Linked DNA regions of Rattus norvegicus: region 1 is linked to region 2. Evidence: chromatin contacts called from public Hi-C data. All regions are on one chromosome and are shown on one strand. Each heading gives the region's core, a stretch centred on a gene start, on an enhancer-like site or on the middle of the called end of the contact. The rest is flanking DNA. Distances are from core to core; before and after follow the strand shown.

What was found. Hi-C and Micro-C count contacts between places; a contact is called where the count stands out from the background.
Region 1: a contact with region 2 is called in a Hi-C map of Schwann cells, with 4 times the contacts expected there. The contact joins the promoter of Dnajb4 here to the enhancer-like site in region 2. A contact is called at or near these places in 12 of 12 Hi-C or Micro-C datasets (the A7r5 cell line, the Rat2 cell line, Schwann cells and 7 more) and 1 of 1 datasets of contacts at active chromatin or transcription factors (oligodendrocytes).

What each region holds. Positions count from the first base shown.
Region 1 is chr2:243,815,949-243,821,061 of GRCr8, forward strand. It overlaps Dnajb4 (DnaJ heat shock protein family (Hsp40) member B4), which reads right to left and starts at 3,094. Exons shown (of 6, transcript NM_001013076.1): 1 at 2,910-3,094. Fubp1 (far upstream element binding protein 1) reads left to right here and starts at 3,581. Exons shown (of 20, transcript NM_001037653.1): 1 at 3,581-3,747. The coding sequence starts at 3,640.
Region 2 is chr2:243,707,016-243,711,816 of GRCr8, forward strand. All of the region lies in intron 3 of Gipc2 (GIPC PDZ domain containing family, member 2), which reads right to left. It also overlaps the pseudogene LOC108350142. Among named protein-coding and RNA genes, the nearest start is that of Gipc2, 61 kb to the right of the region's middle. Within about 2 kb of position 2,131, at least 23 of the 93 cell types and tissues checked have an H3K27ac peak or open chromatin away from gene starts, as enhancers often do. A contact at or near this core is called in Schwann cells, where this site is marked.

The DNA of each region.
Region 1 (5,113 bases), core at 1,844-4,343, 110 kb after region 2:
AACAAGTCCCAGATCCAGTTGTGTTGGTACACATCTTTAATTTGGGTCACACCTTCTGCTGGAGACCTATATAAGGACATTGGAAGAAGGAAGATCCACTCTTCCTCACCTGCTTGCTTTTCTTGCCAGCTCATCTGTTGGAATCCACTTCTGCAGTAGACCAGCTGAAACTAGCCTCATGGGACTGGGTAGATTCTTGGACTTCCATTCACAGCTGCCCATTGTTGGGGAGTTAGATTGCAGACTAGTAAGTCGTCACAACAAATTCCCTTAGTATATTCTGTAAGTTCTGTGACTCTAAAGAGCCCTAATACAATATCCCTCTACATTGAGTATGTTACTTTCGAATCCTTATATATAGTTCTATACAAACTTCCTTAATCTTTTTTCAGACAGGGTTTCTGTGATGGTTTGCATATGCTTGACCCAGGGAGTGGCCCTATTAGAAGGTGTGGCCTCGTTGGAGGAAGTGTGTCACTGTGGGGATGGGCTTGGAGACCCTCCTCCTAGCTGCCTGAGGATGTCAGTCTGTTCCTGGTTTCCTTCTGGAGAAGATGTAGAACTCAGCTCCTCCTGCACCATGCCTGCCTGGATGCTGCTGTGCTTCTGCCCTGATAATGGACTGAACCTCTGAACCTGTAAGCCAGCCCCAATTAATGTTGTCCTTTATAATATAAACTTACATTGATCACGGTGTCTGTTCACAGCAATAAAACCCTAAGTTTTTTTCTTTTTTCAAGATTTATTATATATAAGTACACTGTAGTTGTCTTCAGACACACCAGAAGAGAGATTGAATCCCATTACAGATGCTTGTGAGCCACCATGTTGTTGCTGGGATCTGAACTCAGGACTTCTGCAAGAGCAGTCAGTACTCTCAACCGCTGAGCCATCTCTCCAGCCCCAGACAGGTTTCTGTGTAGCCCTGGCTGTCCTGGAACTCCGTCTGTAGAAGGACCTCAGAGATCCACCCACCTCTGCATCCCAAGTACAGGGATTAAAGGGCACAAACCACCATCACCTGACCAACTTTTTTAACTTTTGAAAGATTATTTTATTTTACATGTTCTAGTGTTTTGTTTGTATGTGTATGTAACTTGTGGGTGGTAGGAACTAAACCCTGGTCCTCTGGAAGAGCACCAGTGCTCTTAGCTGCTGAGCCATCTCACCATCTATCTCTACAAATTCTTTTTTTTTTTTTTTTTTAAGTGAAGCATAAACAAAGAGGAGCAAAACTAAGGTGCTCCCTTTTGGTCTGGGACTACAGTGATGGTAACTTGGGCCAGGGCTGGAAGCAACAGGGTTAAAAATATTGGATCTTCCAGGGACTAAGCCACTACCCAAAGACTATACATGGACTGACCCTGGGCTCCAACTGCATAGCTAGCAATAAATAGCCTAGTAAGGGCACCAGTGGAAGGGGAAGCCCTTGGTCCTGCCAAGGCTGGACCCCCAGTGAACAGATTCTTGTGGGGAGGGCGGTAATGGGGGGAGGATGGGAGGGGAACACCCATATAGAATGGGATGGGGAGGGGTTAGGGGTATGTTGGCATGGAAACTGGGAAAGGGAATAACATTTGAAAAGTAACTAAGAAATACCCAATTTAATAAAGATGGGGGGAAAAATTGGATCTTAGAACATACATTGGCAACAGAGTCATAAGGTCTTCCTGATGGCCAAAGAAAAGGCAGGTTCAGGGATCAAGGAAGAGCTCAAGGTGTGAGCTCAATGCCTGAAGATATTTTCAGTTATCACAACTGGTGGTGCTTAGGAGAGATGGGATTGGCACTGAGGGCACGTAGCAACCAAAGATGCTGCAAAGTATTGCACCACACAAAGCATACAGCCAAGAATCATCTAGTCCAAGACTTCAATAGCATTGAGGATGAAAAACCTTGGTCTATGCAGATTCCAATGTACTCCATTCTAGAATACCCACCTTTCCAGGAGTATATACAGTTTTGTAAAAAAGTAGAAAGGAAGATCCTTTCAATATTTAGAAAAAAAAAACTAAATGATGATAATATGGTTAGAGGAGTAAATAAAACTGTAAATTATTTCAACCAGAACATCTAATTAGTATACAAATCTAAATAATGAAATAAAAACATCAACTACTGATGAGTACATGCTCTTTGCTGGGCAAACTTTCTCAAAATACGGCTGAAGTGTTCTCATTAGCTAGTTTTCCTATGTATTGCTGATTAAATCTGTAGCTCAATACCTTTACTGCTCTTCTAAATCCACGAACATTCTTAGATACCTGTGAACTGGTTAAAAAGGACAAGCAGAGCCATAAAATGGCTAAGACAGAGCTGGTTTTAAGAAAATCATGCTGTTTGTATCTGCAAGCACCTGACTTGGTAACCGATAGTGGGTCTCGAACAAGTGGACACATTAGCTATCAGAAAGCCAGAGGCAAATATTTCTCATTCTAAGATTGGTGATTAAAAAAAAAAAATACTTCTTAGACTAATTCAGAGAGGGGGGAAATGTCATACGTTAGACAGTCCATTTTACTTTTCTTTCTTTCTTAGCTAAACTAGGGGCAGGGGTCATTGTAGCGTACCTAAGTATAAACAGAATACCCAAGAACCCTCATTCACCATAGTAATTCCTAACATTAGGCTAGCGTGGCTAAGACACGCTCACGAATAATCTGTAGAAATGTGGCTATTGGCATATGCAAATATTAGAAACTGCCTCCAAAACCATCTAGTCCAGAAATCAGAGTTCAGAACATCACAATTATCTGATTACCCGCAGGGGCGTAGGGGGTGGGGTGGACAAAACGAAGTCAAGCCAGTTTGTGTCAAGAACACGACATGTTGACTCGAAGGGGCACTCGGTAGGATTGGCCAAAGGCACACAACGCTAGGTGTCTAAAGACTGAATTTGCAACACTCACGTTTTTAAAGGACAAAGGGAGGTCATATTTTCACCATCCGCTCGCCCACATTATTTTACATATAGATTCGGTAGGTAATCAGCTCGAGAACTAAGGGCCCGGTGGTCTGAGTTCATCCCCGCTTGTGACGGGCCGGGCTGGAGGTCACAGGCGGCGGCAGCTCAGCGCCCCGCAGCATGCTGGGCTCCCGCCGGGCGGCAGACGGTTCCGCAGCCTCGCCGCGGACGCCCCGCGAGGCCCTCGGGCTCTGCGGCCTCGCGCTCGCGGGACACTGTTGCGTGACGTCCACGCCCGACGACGTCAAGCCCCTCCCTACGGAAACAGGGAAGGACACTAGCTCCCTACTCCGCGGCGGCCTTTAGTGTTCTACAACCGCGGGTGGCAAACGTCTCTGAGTGAGGCGGCAGGCTCACCCGCAGGTGAGGGAACAATAGCCCGCAAGCGCGCTGAGAGGAGGCGCCCAGTTATACCCTACTCTCGTAGGATCCTAGTCAAGTCTCGCGATGTTTTTCGCTGGGCGTCCCTTCTCAGCACCCGCTCCCCGCGGCCAACCACGCGTCGGCTCTGAAACATCGCGGGATTTCCGTCTCCTAGTCTCCGCCCCTTTACGGCACGATGGTCGTGCAAGAATGTGATACAGCCTCGACGGCCGCCATCTTATTTCTTTCTTAGCAGTTAGCCGAGAGGGGAACCTCCGCGAGGAAACAGCGGCGTCTTCTATAGCGTGGGTATGGCCGACTACTCAACAGTACCTCCGCCGTCTTCTGGCTCAGCTGGCGGCGGCGGCGGCGGAGGAGTTAATGATGCTTTCAAAGATGCCCTGCAGAGAGCGCGGCAGGTGAGCATGGACCGCGCGGCGGCTTCCATAGAGCCACTGGCGGGGTAGGTCTGGCCCTGCTCGCCCTCCGGACTGCGGCCTGAGGAGATGGCGTTTTCTCACGGGGGTCCCAGCTGCTCTTGGTCGAGCTGGTTGTGGTGGTCTGAAGCCCCCCCCCCCACGCGCTCTCCCCAAGCGTGGCCACAGGGCCTCCCTCACTTCCGCACGGCGGCCTCTCCACGGAGTGCACTTAGCCCCGTTTCCCTCGGGTCAGTTTCCGTTTGACACGGGAGCGTGGAAGGTTCTGGGAGCTTGGGTCACGACTGGGGCATAGCAGGGTTGTCCCGTTAGCGGTTTTCATCGCTTCCCGCCCCGCCGAGCTCTACACCCTCGCTGTAATTAGACTAACGTTCACCTTCCCGTTTACGAGGGAGACTTTTCCCGAGCGTCCTTCCTCGGGGCGGGATTTGTGCGACATTCCACCAATCCTTTCCACTACCCTCTCAAAATGGCCTCAGGCCCATTCTTACCAAGCTTTCAGTTTGAATCTGCCTCTCCCAAATCGGAAACCTACAACCTCTTTGTGTTACGTAGGGACGCACTGTTGCCCCGAAGGCACCGTTTTCCCACCTGAAAAGGGTTGGGGAAATAAAAGTGCTTGTGTTTTAACTCCCCCCCCCCCGAATCTTTAGGGTAGCCCCTTGACTTCTTTGTAGCTTAAAAATGTGTGTATATAATGTTGTCCTGCCGGGCGTGGTGGTGCTCAACTTTAGTCCCAGCACTCGAGAGCCTGGGAGATCTCTTGAGTTTGAGACCAGTCGGGAAGACCAAGAGAGAGACCTGTCTCAAAAAAGTACGTCTCCGGATTTGTTTGTAAGCTAAAATAAACCTTGATGGCACTCTTGTAGTAGTTAGACATTTTGTACTAGTGTTGAACTAACAGGTTTTTAAAGCCAGTTTTGACTATAATACAAACTTATTTCCTAGGCCCCCGGTCAGGACCGAATCAAAGTTTATCAAATCTACCCTGATATAGCAAGCACACTTAACCATCTAGTGCATAGATTTTTATTTATCTCAGAAGAGGAATTCAGTGAGCAACACGTGTATATAAAAATCAGAGGACAACTTGTGAGAGTTGGTTCTCCTACCATGGAGGACCCTTTGGCCGGATGTAAATGGACAGACTCAGGGACAAGTGTGTCTACCTGGGCATCTGAGGAAAGTTTGTTTACCTAGAGCCCACGCAGGCCTGAGCTATAAGGCTTACTGCTGAATTGTCTCTGGTGCTTATTAGTAGGTGTGCTCCACCCGATCAGTCGTGAAAGATCTTTAAGTGTAATTTGTATTCTTGTGAGGTAAAAGAAATAATAGTGAACAGGTAGGC
Region 2 (4,801 bases), core at 881-3,380:
GAAAGGCTGAGGCAGGGAGATTGCTAAACTCACATCATATGATCCCAAACTCTTTGCTCTTTACTTAACAACACAGCAGCCCCATAGCAACCAGGAACTGGAAGAATGGTTTCAACCAAGACAAAGAAAAACAAGCTGGGGCACTTCCAAAGAAGGACCTCCCAGGGTCTCCAGGGACCGTCCAAGGGAGGCCACTGCTGTCCTGGGGTAGGCTTTGCCTACTTTGTTTTGGTTTTTCTTTTGCAACGCACCAAATGTGGTTTTCCAAGGCATTAATCCTTAGCAGCCTAACCTAGGGAGAGGGGAGGGCAGGTAATTGGAAGCTGCGTGTCCCATCTACACCTCTCCAATAGCACATACCCTGTGGGAACAAAGGCCGTGCTTAGCCAGATCCACTCTCTGGCAAAGAACTGGATACTCAGAGGTTTGTATGCATTTCCTGATTTTTCTTTTTTCAGTTTAAGCCATTAAGCCCACTTCTTTAAAAATATCACATTGACCGAAATAAAAAGAAATCAGAATCTAAGTAAGCACAGGCTACTGATCCATGACCTCTGCAAATGTGTCCAAGTCCCTTTGGCTGCACTCTCTCTGCAGCTGCAGCTCAGTGCAGGGCACAGGGGCTCTACCATCAAGAAGACAGTTGAGCCTGCCGTCAGTGAGGACCTGCAGAACATGCTGTCAGGTTGGAGCAGGCAGAGAGGTCTGTGCAGACATCAGAGGTACAGGTGAGTGTGTTCTTGATAAGAACCCTAGACCGGTTTGTATCTTCTGCCAAGTTCTGTTTTCTTTCTGGGTATCTAGGTCAATGAGATTAAGAATCTTACACATTCATTCACTTTAACCTAAATTTAGGGTCAGGATCTCCAAAACCCAAGTTTTCCTCTGAAAGTTATCATAGGATGAAGAGGCAGCCTCCCGGAAAGGAAAGAAGCCATCCATGGTGTTGAGATGGTGCCCAGATGTTAGTCAGTGACTGAGCAACTGTCCGGAACAGCGAGGCTGCACCCGCAGGCTCACAGCTCTGACCTTGCCAGTCACTACATGTCCCTGGGGAAGAAAGGATTCTCAGCTGCTCAGAGCACAGTTCCAAAAAGAGTGTCCAGTGAGAAAGAATAGGTCAGTCTGTCATCAGCACTGACCAGCAGTGCGAGTGTTCCCAGCCCAGGGTCACCGGTAAAGCAGGGAAGTCAGTCTTGGCTGGATGGTACCAGCAAGTGAACAACACATACGAGCGTGCACACCACACTCACGTTTTGCCACCTCCCAACAGAGCTGGGAAACATGCCGTGCACACGCGCCCACATCGCTCCACTCCACTCTGCTACAAACAGCACACAGCGCGCACACTGCTACCGCCACAGTGTCCCCCTGCCACCCAGCCAGCACTCTTTGCTTTCAAAACAATATTCCCTACGGAGGAGACAGTAAACTGCTCACTTCTCACACGTATGATTTATTCTAGTACTACATACATGCGTGCTCTAATCGAGTCTGTGGAGCGGATCGGCCCTGTAGATGTGCTAACGGATGGGAGAAGACCCAGCCGGAAAGCGTGCTGCCCCAACCCCTGAGTTCGAGTCCTGGATTCTGTAAGAGTAGAGAACCCGGGCTGGGTGGTAAGCACGCACACATTGACTGTAGACGAGAGACAATTTCAGTTCCCGTCGCCATCACTGCCCCACTGGGATGGACTGTAGCCGGAACGGTGAGCTAAAATAAATGCATTCTCCACTGTCTGCCAGGATATTTTATCACAGCCACAGAAACGAAGCTGGGACGGGTCTCCTCCCGTATCTTACTCCTCCCCACAACAGCAGTCTAGAAGGGAAATTACGTAAAGTAGAAGAGTGTTCATTCTTAACAAATATAGAGCTGTAAAAAGTTTGCGCATGTACTCCCTGCAGACCACGCCCCAGGCTCCGCACCTCCCCAGCCGGAGCAGGGAACACACGCTGACTGTCTCTGTCACCCAGAGTCCGTGCCGACACTTGGGCTCACTCTTGGCATCCTATATGTCTGCGTAACTGCTTAGGACCGTGCACCCATCACTGAGTATCAGGCAGAGTGCCCCCAAAATCTATCATAGGATTCTATCCTCTTCTCTGTGACGGCCATCTTCTCAGAGAGTGTCACTTCCAAACTCACCACTTGGTGGCACTAAAGCAGAAGTTAAACTCTGGTTTAGACAGCCTCCAGACTGGCATCGCCCAGCCAGGCTTTTTCTAAGATTTGAGGAGGTTTCAGGGACAGGTCAGCTTGTTCCTACATGAAAATGGGCAAGACGATCCTGCTCGCTCACTGTGAGGCTGGCCAAGGAGAAGACAGGTTTAATGTTCGGGGAATGCTTAAAAGATTCTGAACGTTGATAGTCTGGCCGAATTTGGAGCGTAGCCTACCTCAGCAAGTCTGGGCAGCCAGGACAAAGCCCTAAACCCATCAGTTCACAGAAATGGGGAGACACAAGGCTTCTCTGGGGATGTTAGGAGAGGACGTGGTTCAGACTGTAGATCTGATAACCAGTCCCAACCTGTAAAGTCACTACACTCACACATAAGGATTCTCCTCCCTACCCAGGAGGTGCATGGGTACCGGCCCGCCTGCCACCCATCATTGAGAATATAGAACACTCCAGCTCGGCGAGGCCAGCTGCTTCTGCAGTGAACCAAGTGTCACCGAGAGACAGCTGTGTTTCTCCCAAACCTTCCCGTAGCTGTTATATCTGTCACTCTAATTACGCGATTTAATTTTAAAGAACTTGAGCTGATGACACGGGGAGCTATAATTACCATGAAAATTAGGTTGAGCGCTTTGGAGCAACTCCATAAAAGGAGGGGGTGGGGGGGAGGGAGACACTAGAAAAAGTATTTTTACCACGATCGGTCCACAAACCTGACTCTTCTTTTTAATGGAAAGAACTAAGAAAGATGTCTGGTTAGGTGTGGCAGCGGTGACACTCAGGAGACAGAGACAGGACAATCAGAGTTCAAGGTCAACCCTGGCTACAGGAACTGTGAAGGAAGGAATGAAGCAAGCTGGGGAGAGGAGATTTCACACACTCCGGTTCATGTGGCCTACCCAACGAAAAGGTCTTCGAGGAGCTAAAGGACAAAGATACCCTATGAGCCTGGCAACCTGAGCCCCATCCACAGGACCAATAAACTCATCCTCTGACCTCCACCAACGTGTGTAGCACCTGTACCACATATATGCACATGAGTAATGACAGTGGAGAATGAAAATAAGTAATAAGGATGGTAATGGTAATGAATTAAAGGCCTTTTAGGTCAAGAATAGAAAAACAATGTACAGTTTTCTGTTCCAAATCAAAACACAGCCTTTATTCAGACATGAAGCGCTTTAGTGACTACTGGCTGGCATTTTTTTAGCAAGCCTACAAACTCCCAATCTTAGCTGTGTAGTAGGAGGAAAAGCCTTTGTCTCCAGCCCTACCCCAAAGCCAGGATGTGAATCCCAGTGAAATCAGTGTAGACAGAACTGATTCCAAAGCCTGTTCTCAGGAGAAGTATTACGGCAGTCTCTCAGTTTCTGCATGACACCAGGGCCTTAGCCTGGAGTACGATGTCACACCTAAGGGCAGAAACAGGATCTCAGCAAATGGTAGGCACCAAGGGGATCGACTCTGCCTGAGAATTGTTCAGCGGTTGATAGTCCAGGGACTGGGGTACCGCTCAGAGCACGTGCCTGGTACACCCAAGACCCCAGGGACCATCTAGAACTTCTTTTTAAGTTTCAGAAACCAGGAGGAAAGGCAGAACAGAATCAGTCTTTCGAGCACACAAGAGACAGTAGGGAAGGGTTATGCCTGAGATGGCTGGAAGCCACATTTATATAGAAGGCGAAGGGGGGGGGGGTCAGCATTTTAGTAACACAGGAAAAAGAAATTAATTTCTCACAGTTCAAAATTGATATGATTTTTTAAAAAATATTTCTTACTAGATTTCAGCTGAATATATGGGTTCATTTCATTTTCCTAACTCCTCAAAAAATATATGATCTGGCCTTATAACCTCTTTTTCCTTTTCTTTTTTTCTTTTTTTGTTTGTTTGTTTGTTTGTTTGTTTGTTTGTTTGTTTTTGAGACAGCTTCTTACTCACCGGCTCAGGGTGACCTGCCAGAACTCATTATATAGCACAGGCCTACTTCAAACTCCAGTGATCCTCCTGCCTCAGCCTCTTGAGCACTGTGATTACAGACATGAGCCACCAAGCCCCACTGCCCCAGCCCTTTGGGACATCTTGTGGGGACTTTCCACTGAGATCTGGCAGCCCCCGCCTTACACTTGGTTCTCACACAACATTCTGTAGCTCACAGCTGTGTACTCATGGCCACAGCTAATGGGCTACCCCATGCAATGATCATCCTTCTGCACCATGACCAGAGTGGTTCAGAGCATGAACCTTAGACTCTGAACGCCCGAGCTTTCGTCTACAGCTTGAGATGGAAAACCCTTATCTATACCCAGGCACCCAGAGGACTAATGCAGGGAGGACTCTGGGCCTGACAACCTTCACCTATTAGCAGACTGTTGTAGCTGACCAATGGCTTGAGAGAGGGTGAAGGGAGACTGAGGGTGGGAGGGAGGGAGAGAGGAGAGAGTCTGCTCTTCACTCCCTCCCAAAGAAAGCCATTCACACTCTTTCCAAAAATGAGGACCATATGAAGGTCCTCTTCCTAAGTTCAAAAGGTTATCACTCCAAACACCAGGAACACAGGCCTCTCTCCCCACCTGTCTCTGTCTCTTTTTTTGGGGGGGGGGGGGAGCTGGGAACCGAACCCA